2 separate regions of the Mus musculus genome follow, and region 1 is linked to region 2. Evidence: chromatin contacts called from public promoter capture Hi-C data. All regions are on one chromosome and are shown on one strand. The core of a region is the stretch at or near the end of the contact, and the rest is flanking DNA. Distances in the headings are between cores, read along the strand shown. Region 1 overlaps Grk3 (G protein-coupled receptor kinase 3). Region 2 overlaps Sez6l (seizure related 6 homolog like).

Region 1 (4,949 bases), core at 2,280-4,779, 370 kb before region 2:
CCAGATGCCTTCTCCCCTGAGCTGAGGTCCCTCTTAGAGGGTTTGCTCCAGCGGGACGTGAGCCAGCGGCTGGGCTGCGGAGGAGGAGGGTGGGCCATCTTTCAGAGTCTCCACTCCAAAGGAAAAGGCTGGTCTCTTGTATCAAGTCGTCACTAGGAGCCCTCATCTTTCACTGGGGGTGGGGGGCGGGGGAGCTGGTTGGTTGTCCATTCTGTTGCCTGTACAACATCAGTTTGCTTCTGTTCCTGGGTTTCAGAGGGGTCTGGAGTCAAAGTACAGGGCCAGTCCTCAGAGGGCTGCGTGGGCGGGGCTTGTACCTCAGTAGAGCAGGAGGCAAAGATGGGGAACTGGAGGATTTTCTTCAAAGTAAATCTCTTCTTAGAGCCAAGCCCCACTTGCTAAAGACTCCACCCCCACCCCCAGTATTGCCAGCTGGGAAACCAGTGTTCAAACAGCTGGTGAAGAGAGGGAGGAAGATGGGAGGGGGGTGTGTGGGAACAGGGAGAGGAGGGGAGAAGGAAGGGAGGAGAGAGGGGGATAGAGGAAGGAGAGAAAAGAGGGAGGGAGAGAGAAAGGGAGAGAGGGAAGAGGGGGAGAGAGAGAGGGAGGTGGAGAGAGAGGGAGGGAAGAGGAGGAGAGAGAGAGAGGAGGGAGAGGGAGACAGAGGCGTGGTTCAATTTTCCTACCACATTCTGTGACACTGGGCATAGCCTCTGTCTCTTCCTTGTATCCAAGAGATACCATCCCTGTATCTCTTGGGTCTCCTGAGTCTGCTATTTACCTGACCCCGAGCCCTCCTCTTTCCTGGGCCCTATCTTTTAGCTGCAATGTGTTCCCAAGTAGCCACTCCTTAGAGAGGGGCTAAGGGGTGAACCCTCCCCCTCAATCCAGCCTAATGTTGCAGTTATGCAGAGGCATCTGAAGCTGGAGGATGTGGCTTTATGCTGTCAACGCTGCTCTGGATGCCTTCCTCAGCTCAGGAGACAAGTCGTGCCATCTCCCTCCACCCGCCACCATTCCGATTATGATTGGCAGAATGTTCCTTTGTCCTCCGTGCTCCTGATCGCCTGTGTCAGCTGTCTCTTCCCTTTGATTCTTTGTTTTACTCTCTGAGCATTTAGATCCCTAACTCATCTATTGATTTTTTTTTAAGTTTTTTTTGGCAATATTGGTTTCTTAAATGTCAAACCTTCTAGGGCTTTCCCTCCTATTTGAATACACAGCTAGTTGTGGGGACTTGAGAATTCAGGGGTGGGGACAAGGTTTGGTGTGAGGGTGAGTGTACATGCATGTGTATGTGTGTGTGTGTGTGTGGGGTGTCTCCCTGAAGAATTCCAGCCCTGATGTGTACACATACACATGCATACACACATGCACACACACATGCATATACACACATGCACAAACACATGCATATACACACATGCATACACACATATGCAGACACACACATGCAGACACACACATGCAGACACGCATGCATACATGCTCACACATACACATGGACATGCATGCATACACATGCACACATGTGTACACACACACGTCTGGAGGTCAGTACACGCTGCATCCATCCCAGGGCAGTTGCTCTGCTACCTGCTGGCATTGCAGATTCCTCTGTCACTCCCATCTACCTCTGCACAGCCCCTCTTGCTTGCCTCTCTGATGGGCATGTGTCTCTGTGCTTCACCCAGCATTTCCTGTGACATCATGGCAGTGAAGAAGTCAGTCTATACTCCAACAACCTTGCTGGTTTGCCTGTCACACGTTCAGCCTGCTGTATAGACAGCAGAGGGTGCAGGCAGGACCCAGACAAGGCCCCTCAAATGTTGCTGCTGAGGACATGGGTACCAGCCTTGCCTAGGATCCTTCATCAGCTCAGGACTTGGCTCCGAGCTCTTGTTAATGACTCAGGTCTGGGAGGAGCTGTAAGGGAAACAGACACAGATCTGAGGCTGGGTGCCTGGTTCAGGGCACTGCTAAAGACCAGCCCAGAGCAGCCATTGCTGGTGCAGGGGGACCTGGACTCAGCATGTGACCGCTGCTGTGTGACCTCAGCCTTGACCCTGACCTTTAAGGAGTTTGTTTATTCAACCATGGGGGTACATGTACTGTGGAGTTTCCATCTAAGTCAGTGCCAGAGGCTTCATGGTCCCACCCTTTTTCTGTAATTCTGTCCATCATGGCTGATTGACATTTGTGGAGAGCCTTTAACATGATCCTCTTTCATCACTCTTCTTCAAACTATGCTGTTGCATGCAACTACACAGTACAGATGTACATGTGTGTATCTGTGGGAACTTCCAGGGTGTCTTAAGCTGCAGTATACATCTGGACAAATGGGACATCTTCCCAGGCCCAGTGTTGATCACTGCAGTGCCGTCTATGGTTTCTGAAGGACCGCGCACACACACAGTTGCATGCACATGTACACACACACACACACCCACACACACACACACACACACAGAGTTCCATGCACATGTACATACATACACATGCACATGTACACACACATGGGCAAATACACACTCCCACACACAGAGTTCAATGCACATGTACATATATACACATGCACATGTACACACACATGCTCAAGTACATACATTCATACACACACTGTTGCATGCACATATACACACATACACACAAAGTTCCATGCATGTGTACACACACACACACGTGCAAATACACACACCTGCACTCACACACACAGTTTCATGCACATGAACACACATACATGCAAACACACACTGTGCATATGTGTATGTGTACATGTGCATGCAATTCTCTATCTTCCTGTGTAAATGTGCATGTGACTCTCTGTGTGTGTATGTACATATACATGTGACTCTCTCTCTGTGTATGTGTACATGTACAGGTGACTTTGTGTGTGTGTACATGTGCATGTGACTGTGTGTGTGCGCGTGCATGTGTGTGTGTACCCAAGATTGATGAGTGTCTTCTTTGATGGATCTATACCTTGTATACTGAGGCAGGTCTCTCCCTAGAACCCAAAGCTTCCTGATTGGGTCTAGCTAGCTGCATGCCCTGGGGCATCCCCGGTCTCTGCCTCTTGCTACCATGCCAGTGTGACATTTACACCGGAGCCAGGGATCCTGATCAGGTTCCCATGCTGACACTGTAAGCACTTTCCCTCCTGAGCCATTTTCCAGCTTGCTCTTGGTTTCTGAATGAGATGGAACATTCCTGTAGTTCTTATGGGGAGGCAGTTTGGCACAGCACCTGTCCTCAGGACTCACTCTCTCTCCTCTTCCCCAGGGCACGAGAGTTGAAGGAGCACATCTTCTTCAAGGGCATTGACTGGCAGCATGTGTACTTACGGAAGGTATCCCTCCAGACCCTCTGAGCCCCACTCTCTGTGTCTCTCTGCTGCTGGCTTCCTGACCCTGTCCCTCCAGAGTCCCCACCCACACCAATCCTGCCATGTCCACATGTTCTGCCTGGACTTATCGCCGCACAGGGGACAGCCATAGGGGGTAGGGGACTCCCACGGGAAGGCTCCTCTTCCTCTTCCTCATTTTCTTCATACAGACCACATGTACCTTAGTTGTGCATCTGTGGTTCAGCCAGCTACAGATGGAAAATATTCAGGGGGAAAAAAAATCACAAATGTGCTGAGCACACGCGAACTCCGCCCCAGTCATCAGTGTCACAACGGCACTGACTGAGCACTATCCGAAGGGCATTTACACATTCACCCAGAGATTAATGTCTACAGAGGGTGTGTGCAGGCTCCGTGCAAATCCTTGCTGCTTGCCAGTGGACCTTGTAGGCAAGCCATGGCCTGGACAGGTCCTCTGCAGGGGCTGAAGGGTGACCATATAAAAATTTTGGCGATCTCCTCTCAACAAATAAATAGAAGACACAGCATAGCAGTTCTCCGGCTAACTGAGATGTGTGTAGACTCAGACACATGCAAGGAACATCTGACTTGAACATGGATGTTTTGTGACTCCATACTACCCCTTCCTAATTTTTAAAACTTTTCATTTTATGGGTTGCGTTTTTTGTTTGTTTGTTTTGGTTTCATTTATTTTTTTCTTTCTTTCTTTCTTCTTCTTCTTCTTCTTCTTCTTCTTCTTCTTCTTCTTCTTCTTCTTCTTTTCTTCTTCTTCTTTTTTTTTTTTTTTAATGCTGGAGCTGTAACCCAGGAAGCACATCCTTTCCCTTGGAGCCACACCCCCTCCCTCCTTCCCTTGTTTTAAGCTTTATTGTATTCTCTTTGGTACAGGGAACACCCTGGTTGATTTTTTTTTAATTATTGATTGTATTTATATGAGTACAATGTCACTGTCTTCAGACACACCAGAAGGGGGCATCGGATCCCATTACAGATGGTTGTGAGCCACCATATGGTTGCTTGGACTTGAACTCAGGACCTCTGGAATGGTTGAATTTTTAAAAGTGTGTTTCTGTGTGAAGCCTGCTGCAGAGTAATAGCTGTTTCTACAGGGAGAGGTGTCTGGCTGCCTACCCTACCATGCTCCAATCACCCGGACAGCCAGCACTGATGAGGGCTGGCAGTGTGGAGCTCTGGGTGGGCATGCGCATTTTGGGCATGTGCTTTCTGCGCATGCGCTTTCTGAAGGGCGGGCTGTGTTCTTTTTATAGACTGCTGTCTTGGGGTATACAGGTCAGCTGATAACTGGGCCTTACCTACTTGTTGGATCTTGTAGTACCCGCCACCCCTAATCCCTCCTCGGGGAGAGGTCAACGCTGCAGATGCCTTCGATATCGGCTCCTTCGATGAGGAAGACACCAAAGGCATTAAGGTACACACTCTCCTGAGTATGGGGTTTCTGCTAAGAATGGCTGTGTGTAGAGTTGGCTAGGGACGAGCCCTCACACCTGCTCGGCAAGCGCTCTAGTAGGATGGAGCTACATCCCCGGCCTCTGAACTCACTCTGTAGCCTAGTGGGCCTTGG
Region 2 (5,202 bases), core at 2,625-5,124:
GTGTTACTTAAAGGCAGAAGGTGAGGTGGAGCACTCCTTTGGTCTCTGCACTTGGTGGGGGGAGGAGGAGGAGTCCAAGTTCCAGGTGAGTTTGAGGCCAGCCTGGGTTACATATAGACTCTGAATCAAGAAACCAAAAAGCAGGAACATGGAAAGCAGCTTAGTTGGAAAACTGTTTGCCTTACAAGCACAAGGACATGAGTTTGATGTGAAGCAGCCACGCACAGAAGCCTAGCACTGGGGAGGTGCACAGAGCCAAATCCCTGGCTGGTTAGCCCAGCCTTCGAGGAGAATCCAGATCAGTGAAGGGCTGTCTCAAACACCCCGGGAAACGATGCTCAGGGCTCCCCACTCATCTCCACATGCTCAGAGAGGGACAGTCACCTACCCAAGGTCACAGAGAAAGCTATCTCCTGAACTGTGCCTGGTCTGGTGGTTTCTTTATTGAATTAGCCATATTATGCACAATAGCTGATGTGTGTTAGCTCGCAAAGGACTCTCAGCATTTGCTTTTTGTGTACTGTATGTATCTTCTCAGGTATTTGGGGAGGAGTGGAAAACCAAGCTTATCTGTCTTACCCCTCTGGTAGACCACACTGGAAGCCCCATGCAGACCCATCCTGCCTGTAGTCTCTTGGCATAGGGTTATGCAGACCGACTCTGCCTCCTTCCCTGAATTCAGAAAGTGGGAGCCCCGTGCACTGGTGGGCCAGCCATCTGTGATCTGTGGTCTGCACATCCAGCCAAACTGAGTTCACGTTCTTTGGGGGTCTGCACTGACTTGACCACTGGGCTAATGAGCCATAGGGACTGAGGGAGGAGGGGGCTGGGGACTCTGGCAAGGGTGTTGGTGGGTCGAGAACGTCAAACCCACTGGGTAAGAGCTCGCACTCTCCGCCTGGACCTTCCTCAATATGTATCCTAGTTCACCAATCATAAGCTGTGCAGCTTGGGCAGCCATAGCTCAGTCCCCACCTCAGAGGAAGGTGACAGTACTGGGTCCCACAGGTCACGGTGATACATCTCAGGAGGCTGAGAAAGGAAGATTGCGAGTTGGAGATCAGCCTGGAACCAGCCTCGTCTACATAAGAAGACCTTGTATTTAAAAAGAAACCAATCCCCACCCCTAACGGCACCCACGTGAAGGGATTTTTGTGGGAGACACGGAAGACAGTTCATCGCATCCTAAGCTCCCAAAAAAAAGTGGGAGAGGCTTGCCTGGTCTTATTTTAACCCAGCCTAAGTCCCCTCAGCCTCCAGAGCCTTTTGGAAACAGCTCCCCTCGCTGACACATTTAAAAAGCGGTTGGTGTCGGACATAAAGAGATGGGGCAGGTGTGTGCTGCATAGAGTCCCCACATGTCCCCAAGCCACCCAGGCACGGTCAGGAGTGACTCAGGGAGCCGAAGTTATTTCTGCTTATCCTTTGTCCCCTCAGAGCTTGTTGTTCAGACGGGCAGACTCTGCCTGGTTTTTTCTAAGATGAGTTGACCGGTGTCCCTTGGGCTCTCTGCTACACACTCCCCTGCTACCCATGAGAGAGGCTGCCCTGCTACAGTGCAGGAAGAGGCCTGGGAGAATGATGGTGCCTAACTCTGCAGGGAACACCAGCAGCTTTGTCTTGTTTAGAGAGTCAGATGGAGCTGAGTTCAAATTTCAGCTTTGCCAAGGTCAAGCCTGTGGGACCTTAGCTTCTCCATGATCCTCCTCTTTGGACTTAAGTTTTGTCACTGAGACAAGGGAGGAGTCATGGGTACCTCATTGACTTATGATGAAGATTTAATTGTATCTAACCTTGGCAAGCAGTGCCTTGTATTCAGGGTACACAGGCACCAGGAAATTCCAGCCAGTCTTTGCTATTATAGCTACGCCTTTTAATTTTTAAAAGATTTCTTTTTAAGTGTGTGTGTGTATAGTGTGTATGGTGTATTGTGATGTGTTTGTGTGTAATGTATTTGTGTGTTGTGTGGTGTATGTGTTTGTGTGTGTATGGTGTATATGTGATGTGTGTATATAGTGTACTGTGTAGTGTGTGTGCATGGTGTATGTGTGATGTGTGTGTGTAGTATATTGTGTAGTATGTGTGTGTATGTGTGATATGTTTGTGTATGTGTGATGTATGTGTGTGGTATGTGTGTTGTATGTGTGATGTATGTGTGTGATATGTGTGTAGTATATGTGATGTGCGTGTAGGGTATGTGTGATGTGTGTGTGGTGTATGTGTAATGTTTATGTAATGTGCATGTATGTGTGGTATGTGTGTAGTGTATGTGTGTGTGGTGTATGTATAATGTATTTGTATGTGTGTATGGTGTGTGTGTGTGTGTTTCCAGATGCTAATGGGTACTGAGATGGGGCTGCTGGGGGTTGGGGGTGATGACCCTAAACTTTGATCTCCAGGATGAGGGAGGGGCAGCAGAAGCCATGAGTGCAAAGGGCCTGTGAAAACTGTGAGCTGATGCTGCTGGTGGTGTGAGAGCTGAGGCCGGCAGGGCTGGAACTTGTAGGTGAGGGCAAGTGCATTCATAATTGAGCGGGGAGAAGCAGGCTCACGCGGGGCCTTGCAAAAAAAGAAACGACCTAAGCCCAGCAAAGAAAGAAGCTCTGACAGACGCCACACAGAGTGGGTCTCAGCTCAGTTTTGGAGATTCATTTCAACTGCTTGGTGGAGAGATGCAAACGAGAAGCATCTTCTACATCTCGACGAGGTGGGGGTGGGGGAAGCCATGGCTTGAACTTGTGTGAAGCTGTGCAGACATGGGGAGGAGGCAGGCCGAAGTTAACAGACCTGTTCACGGATACAATATGTGAAAGTATGTTCTCGTCACTGCAGGAACATTGGCCTGATCAGGCTGCCATTGAGTATAGAGAGGGAGACCCGAGAGTCTGAGGAGCTCTTCTCAGGCCTGGGTGGAGAAAGTCAATCCTTAGCCATGCAGCGCTGAACTACGCATGCGCATCTCACGCATGCGCGCTGCATGGCGTCATTCCAACACTAAAGCTTAAGGGGAGGGCTGTGAGCTCCAGGCCAGCCTGAGCTTCCTAGTGAGACCATGCCTCAGAGTGACGAATCAGGGTGCCCACAGATAGCCTGACATGTGGGTACGCACCTCTACCCGCTTTCCCCTCAAAGCCGCTGCAGCAACCAGAATCCCGTTTTTGGATTTTTCCCCCCTCTACACTTGCGTGTTTTGTTTTCTTTTGTTGAGAAAGGGTCTCACTCTGTAACCCAGGCTGAACTCAAATTTCACCATCCTCCTGCCTCGGCCTTCTGACTGCCGGATTGACAGGTGCACACAACCACACCCAGGGCCATCTATCCCTTCATTCCAATTCATCCAATGTAAATGGGCACATGGGAGGGTTCCATGGGAGGGGCCATGGGGGTGTGGGAGGAGCCCATGGGAGGGTCACATGGGTGGGGTTGTGGGCGGGTTACGTGGGAGAGTCACGTGGGTGGTCTGTGGGCGGAAACAGGGGGAGGGACACTGGGGAGGGGCACAGGCTACCCAGTTCCCTGTTAATCCTCACTGTTTAACCTTGGTCTCCACACATAGTGAATGCTCTTTCGTCTCCGCTGGTGTTTATCCCACAATCACCTGTACACATGGCTTTGGCTGCTTGCCAGCTGTTCTGTTCCAATCAACACGGCCCAGTGGGTTCTTGATGGTTCTCTAGCGGGTGGAGACTCTCTCCAGAGGGCTGCATGTACCTCCTCCCTCGAGAAAGAGAGATCTGCAGTTCTGGGGCAAAGTGACCAGAACCATTCGCTGGCGCTGGCATAGGGACAAATGAAAGGCGTGAGTGTTCTGTTATGGAAATGGGGTGGTTGGTGGCCTTCCAGGGAGACCCAATGTCAACTGACTGTGGGAAGAGTTAATAACCACTCCCGGCCCAGCCAACTGGGCTCCGTTGCTAAGCAACTGCCTCCCGGAGTTACATAATATAAAAGAGAAACACTTATTTTTTTCCTAAATGGAACAGGGTTTCTTCAGTAATGGAGGCATTTTCACCTTGATGTTTCCTGTCTCCAGTGGACCTGGTGACTTAGACGTGACCATAGCCTTGGGGTAGCCTTGAAGCTGCTATGACCCCATCTAAAAATGAGCCAGTTCCGAGAATGGAGCAAATGAGACCACTGGGTTTCTTCCTCGTATGTATGCATGGAATTCCCAGGCAACCCATGGCTACATCTCCCTCTGTAGATTCCTGAAAGGGATCAATCGGATGACAGCACTTTGACCCAGCTCAGAGCTGGGCTGCCGCAAAGTGGGACAGGCTGGTGTAGCTCCTGTCACTGGCTGGGTCCTGGCTCCCGGCTCCCAGATACATCCTGAGCAGAGATAAATCTGCCTCTCCTCCGAGGTGCAGTATTAGAGATAGGATGGAGTGAACCACGTGTGGGTCCGTTCACTGTGCACCTCACTGTTCTCTTCTGGGAAATGGGCTCAGTGTGGGTAATGGTGGTATCCTTCATGATCAAACCAGCCTGCAGAGTTGTTCAAGACTGCAGCCAAAATCTAGTGGACAGAAAGCTGAAAGTGTTCGGGCGGGGGGTGGGGGGGAATCCTGTACATGTCCAGTGTCAGGAAGATGAGGCCAAGGACAACAACTGAGCAGGGGATTCCTGTGGTGGCCTCGAGTAGACACGAACTTCTAAAGCTTGTGGGTGGAAGAGATGGCAAGACAAACAGATACAAGATTTGGCAGGCAGGAACCCACCACTGCAACAAAGTATCAGAGACTGAGGTGTTTGTAAACCATAGAAATGAATTTCTCACCCACGCTGGACTGGCGAGGCAAACTTGTGAGCTTCCACAGGACTTTCTCCTTCCAAGGTGTCATGTTACTGCTGTGTCCTCTGGAGGGGACAAGTGCTCTGACTGTTGAAGAAGCCAAAAGGCCAGGGAGGGTTACAATCACCCCTCAAGCCCCCACCCCCCACCCCGCCACTTCACACAGTACTCTCCCATTGGGCCTTGAGTTTGAATTTTGAAGGAACGTTTAAATCATAACAAGAAGGAACTACAGGGTCAGAGCAACTTCTCGCAGCGATGGGACTATGAATATTCATGACAGGCACATCTGATTTGCATACTAGGTAAATGAGGAACTGATTTATAGAAAGCCCTCCCACTGAAGTCTTTTAATTTAGTCATTCTTGATTCTACAAGGAGCTGCAGACGTTTTTAAATGTACAGGT

What was found. Capture Hi-C pulls out chosen DNA fragments and counts their contacts.
Region 1: a promoter capture Hi-C map of pancreatic islet shows a contact between it and region 2. The contact joins two enhancer-like sites. A contact is called at or near these places in 2 of 9 other capture datasets (embryonic stem cells and pancreatic islet).

What each region holds. Positions count from the first base shown.
Region 1 is chr5:112,923,796-112,928,744 of GRCm38.p6, reverse strand. Grk3 (G protein-coupled receptor kinase 3) reads left to right here. Exons shown (of 21, transcript NM_177078.4): 15 at 1-89; 16 at 3,283-3,349; 17 at 4,701-4,796. Among named protein-coding and RNA genes, the nearest start is that of Myo18b, 30 kb to the right of the region's middle. Within about 2 kb of position 3,529, at least 6 of the 459 cell types and tissues checked have an H3K27ac peak or open chromatin away from gene starts, as enhancers often do. A contact at or near this core is called in pancreatic islet, where this site is marked.
Region 2 is chr5:112,550,758-112,555,959 of GRCm38.p6, reverse strand. All of the region lies in intron 1 of Sez6l (seizure related 6 homolog like), which reads left to right. Among named protein-coding and RNA genes, the nearest start is that of Sez6l, 24 kb to the left of the region's middle. Within about 2 kb of position 3,874, at least 60 of the 459 cell types and tissues checked have an H3K27ac peak or open chromatin away from gene starts, as enhancers often do. A contact at or near this core is called in pancreatic islet, where this site is marked.